2 separate regions of the Mus musculus genome follow, and region 2 is linked to region 1. The links are chromatin contacts, called in public HiChIP or PLAC-seq maps. All regions are on one chromosome and are shown on one strand. Each heading gives the region's core, a stretch centred on a gene start, on an enhancer-like site or on the middle of the called end of the contact. The rest is flanking DNA. Distances are from core to core; before and after follow the strand shown.

Evidence for each region. HiChIP or PLAC-seq counts read pairs in DNA pulled down with a chosen protein or histone mark.
Region 2: a CTCF HiChIP or PLAC-seq map of the NIH/3T3 cell line shows a contact between it and region 1, with 11 read pairs. The contact joins two enhancer-like sites. A contact is called at or near these places in 7 of 39 promoter capture datasets (the 3T3-L1 cell line, 3T3-L1-derived adipocytes, frontonasal cranial neural crest and 2 more), 3 of 15 datasets of contacts at CTCF or cohesin (the NIH/3T3 cell line and stem cell-derived epiblast-like cells), 41 of 484 Hi-C or Micro-C datasets (the AML12 cell line, the C2C12 cell line, the CH12 cell line and 27 more), 33 of 115 datasets of contacts at active chromatin or transcription factors (the NIH/3T3 cell line, craniofacial prominence, differentiating embryonic stem cells and 22 more) and 1 of 9 other capture datasets (adipose tissue).

The regions. Positions count from the first base shown.
Region 1 is chr7:112,466,520-112,471,278 of GRCm38.p6, reverse strand. The region is part of intron 1 of Parva (parvin, alpha); the gene reads right to left. Among named protein-coding and RNA genes, the nearest start is that of Gm45998, 17 kb to the right of the region's middle. Within about 2 kb of position 1,293, at least 71 of the 459 cell types and tissues checked have an H3K27ac peak or open chromatin away from gene starts, as enhancers often do. A contact at or near this core is called in the C2C12 cell line, the NIH/3T3 cell line, adipose tissue and 5 more, where this site is marked.
Region 2 is chr7:112,695,673-112,700,456 of GRCm38.p6, reverse strand. All of the region lies in intron 1 of Tead1 (TEA domain family member 1), which reads right to left. Among named protein-coding and RNA genes, the nearest start is that of Tead1, 19 kb to the right of the region's middle. Within about 2 kb of position 2,721, at least 169 of the 459 cell types and tissues checked have an H3K27ac peak or open chromatin away from gene starts, as enhancers often do. A contact at or near this core is called in the C2C12 cell line, the NIH/3T3 cell line, adipose tissue and 5 more, where this site is marked.

The DNA of each region.
Region 1 (4,759 bases), core at 44-2,543:
TGGACTTTTCCATTGAGAATCTCATCCTGAAAAAACAGTGGAACCGGCAGCCAATGTCCTAGAGCCTAGGTGGCAGTTCACGTAACCACACCCGTCCCAAAGGCTTCGGATGGGCGAGATTGCAGGATCCTGTGCAGGTGAAATCACATGCCGCCAAGTCAAACCCTGAAGAGGAAGATGCTGAGGGGTGGGGTACATGGTGGCTGCACACACTCCTGAGGACCTGGGCTCAGACCCCCACATCGAAGCCAAGCATGGGGCGAGCATTCACTAACTCAAGCCTCATGCTGGAGTGGTGGAGGCAGGCCCATCCCTATAGGAAGAATCCTCCTCTTAACCGTACACAAGGTCGAGTCTACCATAGCTTGCACTTTCCGTAAGCTACAGAAGCTTTGGACACAGTGTTCAATTTTAGCAGACAGACATCCCTTGTCCTTTTTGTCTATTGCGCATGCTAGGAAGCTCATGGCCCCAGAAAGGGAAGATAGAATTGTTCTTTTTATTATTGTTATTAATGAAGGGTTCACCTGTCACAACCTCCTGCTGTGATAGCCCTCTGCTTCCCTGGGGCATGGGAAGGCCTTCCAACAGGCAACTTGACTAGATCCTTCAGGGATGTGCAAAGAATTCAGGTCTGGAAGGCAGGCAGGATCTGACTGTGGTCTGGAGATGTCACTTAACGGTCCTGGCTTGGTTTCCCCTCTGAACAGCCAAGGATTTTGCTCGTTCAATTCTCCTTCTATCCAAAGGAGAACAAACATGGAGCAGAAACCAAATCCACCAAGGCCACGGTCGTTATGACCATAGCAATATCAACAACGAAAGAGGAAGAATAAAACTCCACAGATCCACGTCTAATCTCACCTCCACCACACAGATTAACACAGCTACTCCTCTCCCTGTCTTCCCAGAACTCAGGACAGCCGATGTTCCAACTTCTCAGTGGTGATCTCGATCTTAGGAATTTCTAAACCAAGATGAGCCCTTTAAACACTGAAATGGAAGGAAATCAGGAAGCCCTCATCAAGGTCTGGTCGCACACATAATATAAGTTCATTTATCTCTACCAGCGTCATTTCATGGCTCTCGGTAGCTTTTGTCCTCTTTGTAGACCTCTGGGGTAAAGGACATTTGGGGCCTACACATGTTTGCAGAACAGGCTGGTACATCCTGTCCTTGCTACAGAGCCTGGCACATCGGTGGCAAAACAGACTTCTCTTTTGACACACTTTCTTTCAGGAGTCTGGTGGCTGCAGAAACCACCCCAGCCTTCGTCCCCTGCTGGCTGCTAAACTGCCTCCTGGAGCCCCCTGGTGGCCAGTACTATATTCACACCCCCCAGCCATACACTCTAGGACAAGGAGAAAATACCCTTAAAAAATCCACTCAAAGGTGAATCACTGATATGTATTACCATACCCGCTGGCACCCTGCATGTTCCTTGAGGCTGCCCTGGAAAATGACACCTTTCTCTAATGTCCCATCCATTTCTTATCCTCTGGTGTCTTCTGGGTACCAGGCTGTGTTGGTAGAAGAAGAGTAGCAAGCTCCCAGGGAGCTTTCCAGCATATAACAGAATGATCAGTCCCACACCCCTAAGCAAGCCCTGGGGACTGCACCAGTTGCCTCAGGGAAAGTGGAGACAAAAGGAGGGCAGAGGTGAAGAGTCAACCAGACCTTGCCATCTTTCCCAAGACTTCAGAAGGGAGCCAGGTAGAGAGAATGAAAGGCATTCCATGGAGGGGGAGTCTAGTGCTCAGGAAGCTAGAAGCTCTCAGGAGGGAGAGTGACAATGGGCCAGTGACACATGCAGGGATAAACGGAGAAGGCTCTTTCTTGAAAGCCTTGTGTATCATTGTGTCAGCACTGACTTTTCTAAGCATGCTGTAGGCTTCATACATCATTTGATTCCAACTTCACAGACGCTACGTAGGCCATCCATGACCCACCAACTCAACGCAGCCTGACTATGAGGAGATGATCAGAAGCACCCAACTTCCTGGAAATATAAGCTCTAGGGGCTGGACAGATGGCTCAGTGGTTAGGAGCACTTGTTGCTCTTCCAGAGGACCTGGGTTTGATTCCTAGCCACATGGTGGCTCACACCCATCTGTAACCCTAGTCCTAGAAGATCAGGTACTTTTTTTGTTTTGTTTTGTTTTGTTTTGTTTTTTGCCTCTGTGAGCACTATATGAATAAGACGCACAGATATACAAGCAGGCCAAAAATGTTCATCACACCAAAAAAAAAAAAAAAAAAAGGCAAAAATTTTAGAAAGAAAATATAAGAACCAAGGAAAGCCTGAAACCTATCCCTACCACAAGGAGATTAGGAATCTGGGCCCACCTAAGGAAATGTGGTCCCGGAGCAGAGAAAGATGGTTCTTAGGTAAGAAGAGCTAAGAGAATCCAAACAAAGTGTGGGTGTGTCCTCTAGTGAAAGCTGTGCATCAGTACTGGCTCACCCACTGTAACCAAGGTCTCCCACCAGCGTGAGTCTACAGTAGGGGGAAGGGTATGAGATATACATGAGGACCCTGTATTAGCCCCATATATTCTCTATAAATTCAAGTCTTCTCCAAAAAAAAAACAAATTAAAGCCTATTTTAAAATTATTACTGTTCACCTAAATATCTAAAGGAAAAGAAATGAAGGGATCTTTTAAAAGAACAAAGAAAGAAAAACCTTTGAGACAGTCTTTCATTGAGCCTAGAGTTGTGTTTTCAGGCTACATTGGCAACCAGTAAGCCCTAGTGACGTGACATGGATGTTATTACACATGTGCCCACACATGTGGAGATCAGAGGAGAACTTTCTGGAGTCTGTTTTCTCCTACCATGGGTTCTGGGGGACAGAATTCAGGACACAGGCTTTCATAGTAAGTAAGTACTTTTACCATTCTGTCAAGCCAGTCTTCAGCTTCCGATTCTGCCCCTTCCACTTCCCATTGCCTGGGCCTCCCGAGTGCTGGGACCACAGGCTTGCACCACGATGCTCAGGCTTATGCAGTACTGGGGTGGCACCCAGGGCTTTGGGTACACTAACTGGGTGAGCTCTCTGCCATCTGAGCCTCTTGGTTTTACACAAAGGTTCCATGTGATGAGTCACTAAAAATGGTTCTACGGTGATTTTTCCCCCTGTTTTATTTTCACATTTGAAGCTAAGATGGTTGTGGTGGTGGAGGATCCTCGGCTGTGTCCAGGGAAGGAAGGACACGGGTTTTGGAGTGAGCAATCTGGCAGGCTCAGCGTGAATCACAGACTGGTTGCGGGCACTGGGCCCTATTGAGATTTGCCGGTGATGCGTCCAGAGAGAGGAGGAGAAACAAGCAAGAGAGAACCAACTTCCCTAAAAGGAGAAAGCAAGAGGCCTTGTGTAGGACCCCTTGGATCCAGCCACAACCAATCAAATGTATCCACGGCTGAGCCCCAAATGTACGCCTGGAACAGGCTGGGCTGGCCCTCTGCAGACCGGCCTGACAGCTAGTCAAGGGAAAACAACCGCAGCACAGGAGGCGAAGCAGCTGGCTGGGGCCCTGGCTAAGGGAGGGGAAAGGCTTAGAGGGAGTTTCCTGAGAGCTGAAAAGAGCTAGGGTGTTTCACACAGGAGGCTTGGAAGCTAAATCTTGAATCCCAGGCAGAACAAAGGAGATCCCACATCAGTCTGAGGGCCATCCAATCCCTGATCCACAGTCCCTGGACCATACTGACTAAGGGTCCTGGGACTGCATATCCAACCACGCTCCCTGAATTTTGTAGCTTCCCCTGGTCTCCATGGTCAGTTAAAATCAGGACTCAGTGTGCCACCTGGAAAAATGCTTGCTATCTGCATTCCTCGAAGCTAGGGACATGTCAGCAAGTCCAGTCACTCCTCCAAAGGCATGATATCATTCCACATAGCCTGGCAAGCAATCTCTCTAAAGAGACTTCCTCCTCTTCCTCTTCCTCTTCCTCCTCCTCCTCTTCCTCCTCCTCCTCCTCCTCTTTCCTTTTGAAACAGGTTCTCATGATGGAGTCCTATCTAGCCTAGAACTCACTATGTAGACCAGGCTGGTGTTGAACTCACAGAGATCTGCTTCTGCCTCCCAAGTGCTAAGATTTAAAACACTCACTACACCTGGAAAAAAAACCAGACTTACAATTTCTCAGCCAAAGGTTATAACAGAATGTGCTACAGTTAAGGATATTTGGTACAAAAATGTTGTTTGTATTCCTCTTTCTGCTGCAACCAATTACCACATATTTAGTGGCTTAAAACAACGCACATTCATTATTTCACAATGGTGGAGGTCAGAAGTCACAATAGGTCTCACTGGGCTGGAGTCAGGACGTCAGCAGGCCCATGTTCTCTTCTGGAGGCTCTGAGGAGAATCTCTGCCCTTCCCTTTTTCAGGTGCTGGTGGCCTCCAACATGGCTTGGCTCATGGCTCCTCACCCTGTGTTTACAGTCTGTCCTGTCACATATCTCTGACCTCTCGTCCCTGGCCACACCTCCCTGTAGCTCTCAGGTCCCTCTCCTCCACTTTTAAGGTCCCTTGCCAGTGTGGGCACACACACCTGATGATTCAAAATCATTTCTATTTCTACAGTCACTCGATTGATTACCTTAATGATAATTTGACTTTTACTGTTAATTTCTCATCATCATGAAAGGCCCTAGGGATTAATATGTGGAATTTGGAGGGGCCATTACTTACTGGACTGCCCTAGCTTCTCATAACCCATGAAAAACATTGAAAAGAAGAATTAGAAGATTGAGGT
Region 2 (4,784 bases), core at 1,472-3,971, 230 kb before region 1:
TTGAAGCCTGCAGTAGTAAAACTCACTGAATTTCAAAGACTCTCTGACACAGGAAGCCTCAGCACGTGCACTGCATATTTATACAATTGATCACAAGCAAGCACTTGCCAAAGGCTTCTAGAACATTTCTTCCATATTGCTCAGAGATGGAATGAAGCAAGGGGAGGGGCCACCAGGCAGGACGCTCAGGTCTAATGACACACCTGGCTTGCCTCTTGCCAGATGCTCAGCTAACCAGAACTCTATGGTGCCCCGAGGGCAACTGGAAAAATTCCTCACCCGCCAAGCACTCTGAAGCCACACTCACAGCTCAACCCATCCACAGGGTGGACAGTCAGCAGAAAGCGGAGGCTGGAGACTGGCAGTGAAGGTCAGAGGCAGTTCGAATCCCCTTTGTTGTTATGGAGATAATGGGGGGGGTGTCCTCAATGATGTCTCTTAGATCAAATGGAGAACAAGGACCAAGACAGAATAGCTTCTGTCCAATGAAGCTGCCTTTCCAAAACACTCCATCGGACATATTTGCCCACAAGTTTGTGGACCAGACAGCCTTGGGCTCCATTAGCAGAACCGGCTCCCGCTTGCCTAAGGGATAAGTGGGGAAGGATACAGGTTCACTGTAAAACAGGTTTACCAGAGAGACCCTGAATCTCTCCTGAAAGATGGGCAGCAGGACACAGGAAATGCCAGTCTTCCGGAGGTCTTTCCCGGCTTCTGCACACGCACTTCGTCTGCCCCTCAGCCACACAGCTTCACTCACGGTTCTCTGAACACAAGGGCCAAACACCTACTCCCCAGGTAGCATCTGCCTAAACAGCGAGCGCCTGAGCTCTACTGCACATAGGAGCATCAAAGCTGGGAATGCCGCCTCAAGCCCCAAGAGTTTGGGAAGCAGAGGTGACCAAGCCTGGGGCAGGTGGCCTCTCTGATCCTAACATCAGATGACCTGTGGGCAAGTTGGTCTTCCTATTGAAAGCATCTGACTGTCCGGTGTGATGGCAAAAACATCAACATCAATGACATCAGCTGACCCTGCTGTCAGCCCGAGTTTTGCAAGGGTTCAATCCTGTAATTTTATCGTCTGTCCAAGGAGCAGGACTCTGCCATCAGACCCTCAAAGGGAAACATTTGTTATCAAATGGAAATCTATTTCTGGTTCCTCTTTGTCTCCTTAGAGGAAGGTTCTCAGCAGATCCTAGCCAATACATCCAAAGGTCCTAAAAGCCTTTGGAAAGGGACAACACATAACATCACACATGACGTGCACGGCTCACAAACAGCACAAGACACACAAAATGTAACATACAACACACACAAAACTCACCAGAAAATATCTAAGATACAAACCAAAGAACCACAACATATGTAAAACATACAAAATCCACAAAGTTGGAGCACTCTGGGGCAGTAGCAGGAATAATTTCCTGCACAAGGTTATAGGCCAGGGCCCTGTCCTGACAAACACCACTGAACTTTTCAGAGTCCGTCTTCTGTGTCTTCTGCACCTAAAGAAACAAACACATTCCTCACAGATCAGGAGCTGCTCTGTGAGGTAGCTAATAAGATAATCTGTTACAGGAGGCTTACAAATCCATTTAAATTGATTTTAATTAATGAATCAATCTCAGACCCAATGAAAAACTAGATCCACAGATGGTAAGCAATACAAAGATTTCAGTCTCTAACCCCAGCCTGGAATTTACATAAAAAAGAAGGGTGTTTTCTGCTTAATGCAAGAAAATAGTAGTAACAACAAATTGTAACCAATTGCATCTCAGTTCACTGCCCAAGCAGCCTGAGGTGAAAGCCTCTCTTCGGTTAGATCAAATCCACCCCACTTGAGGAAGGGAAATAGATTTCAGAACGGTTTCCACACAGCTCACCTAACATGAAGGGAAAGGGGGTGGGGTTATGTACCAGGCTGACATCGGAAACACCTAAGATCAAATAAACCCGTCTCTTTCAGAGTCCTTCAAGCTGGACAGAATTTTACCTATGCACCCCCAAACACAAGCATAAAATGGCCCTCCGCCCAGCTGCGTGCTGGGTTCCAGTCCCCAGCACCAAAAGTAAAATAAAATAAAAAAGACCTAGGCAAACTTTCTCATTTGCTCCGATTTTACTCTTTCTAGGGACTGACAGAGCAACTGCTCTTTCAGAATGGCTGTTGGAGAGGAGCTCGAAACAGTCCCCCACCTAAAGACAGTTTTACAGTTGGTATTTATTTATTTATTTATTTATTTCTCAGTGGCTTCTCACTGGCCTGCTGACCCACTCTATTTTTAGAATCCAATCAGAATTTCCCAGAACAGATTTCAGGTAATTTTTTAGATAGATAGATAGATAGATAGACAGACAGACAGACAGCAAAGATCTGCGACCAACACCAGTTATCAGAGGGGAACCATGAAAGGAACCAAAAGAGGGAAGCTCATCATTCAAACACTTTCCAAAGTTTGGGAGCATCCCATCAAGGCACACTGACACACAGAGTGAGTTCCTCCTGGCAGGGACGCTGGCTCTGTGCAAAGGGAAGGCTACTGAGAGGGAAAATGCAAGCCGCAAACGACTGCTTCAGTGTTTCTCCCTCCCTCCTTCAGGACAGTTCACAAAACAGTTTGATTCAGCAAGCGAGAAACAAATGGAAGACTGGCTGGAACACTGCAAAAGGAACAGCCACAAAGACTCTGCATCAGGAAGTCGACTGCAGGGGAAAAAAAAAAATCAGGATACAGGCCAGAGCTTAGGCAGAGAGGCTGTTGGGCTTCCCCCACCTCCTGTGTGTGTGTGTGTGTGTGTGTGTGTGTTGGGAGGATGTTTCTGTCTGCTCCTCTCCCTCTCTGTGTTTCTCTGTGGCCAGCCAGTCTCTCCCCCACAAGGGGAATAAACAAAAGAACTCTGCTCCTGAGCTCCCAGGTGTGAGGACCCTGGCACCATGTGGCCTGAGTGGCAGCAGCAATTCTAGGGATTTAGTCTGTGCCTTTCGGGCTGGGCTGTGCAGGGCTCTACAGCAAATCAGGGAGTGTCAATACAGCCTGAGATTCAGAGCGAGACCACAAATTATAAACAGTTTCAGCAAATTGACTCGAGAGCTTTTGTTTCTCAGACACCCATGCAGGCAGCGGAACCTCCCCACCGCTACAGCCCGGGACTGGGAAAGGAAGTCGTTGAAGCCTGGATTTCCTGCTTTTACTGGTAGCCAAGAACTATGAGGCTTGTAGTGGTTTCAGGAACTGACTCATCCCATGATTCACGGATAAGACACTGCCTTTAATATGCTTCTGACCCAAAGACTGGGGAACTTCAAAACCAACCTGAAGTCACACTCCATTCTTACAGTACAAATGACTATTTAGGGCAAAATAAACAGGACACCAGATTACCATTCCTTAGGCAGAGGCAGAGAAAGTGAAGAACATCACGTGGCACCCGTGATCAGAGCTTAATCCACAGGCTGTGACTTGACAACAGCCCAACTTCCCCAAAGTGGATAACAGGTGGGATAGGGTTATTTTCAGACATCATTCCCCTAGATGTAAAAATAGATTTAGCAGAGCAATATTTTAATTTAGGCCCATGTGAGGTTGAGGCTCCATATACCCACGATGCAGAAGCACATGGCTGGTGGGAACTGGTTGAGAAAGAGACCCGGAGGCCAGCTGACCAAGGAGCAATGGGTAACAAACACTCCACTGTGTATGCAGGAAGGCTACAATTTTATTCCTACTCTTAATTGACCAGACTTCTTTCCCTTCTGCACACACACAGGCACATATGTATACACGTGCTTAAACACACACAAGCAAACATACAGTCCAGGGCTTACAAGCAACAATCTGCGAAGCAACAGCCCCTCTACTCTCACAAGTAACCCTAATCAAGCTCAGGGGGTCACAAAAGACACCAGAGCAGGGAGGGGCTTTCTGGGAAGTTCAGTGAATAAGAAGGGTGTTGAGGGTTTCATAGCAAGTCCAGATGATCAAAATACATCATAGATGCATGAATAGATTATAAAAATGTTAGTACTGAAACCCTGGCACTTCTGGAAGCTCCCCTAACAATCTCCATCAGTTTATCAGCACAGACAAAACAAATCCACTGGATTTGTTTTTGGTCTCCTCCCCAACACAAACACAGAACAAGAAGCACACACAGGGCAAGTTTCGAGAGTGGTTTTCATAGGCGCTTACAGATATCAGCACAAGCTGGGGTGCAGAGGGAAAGAGGGGCAGGGAGGGAAGAAAACAAGGGCACAGGCTGGATGGGAGAGAGTGGAGAATAGGGAGGTGACCAGGTGAGGCCAAAGTGCAGGGGGCTGGCAGGCGCTGGGCAGCAGGGCTCCTCCATCAGACTTACTGATATCGTGACATCAGTGGCTCCTATCCAGAGTTCTCTCTTGAGAGCTTTCAGCAATGCCTCCTGTAGCTTCCACTGTGCTGGGAAGCCACAGGGTGGCAAGGAAAATTCCCTCCAGGCAGAGACTCGCCTTGTGAATTAAGAGGGTCTGCACCTACTTCTGGGTACCCGTGGAGTAAAAGGGTGGAGACAAGCCAGGTAAACTGTACCCACAGCACAGAAGAGCCATTAAAGGAAGTTTGTGAAGTAGGGGACATTAAATGGATATGACTTCCCAGGCCTGGGAGGTCAGCTCAGTGGAGTCAGAAGACCTTAATTTTGGATTACCCTCTCCCGCTGTTTCTAGGCTGAGCTGCACTGCCCGTGGCTTTGTTTTGCCAACAAGAAAGAATCCGCTAAAGCTGAAAGCCCAAGCACCAACTGAACTT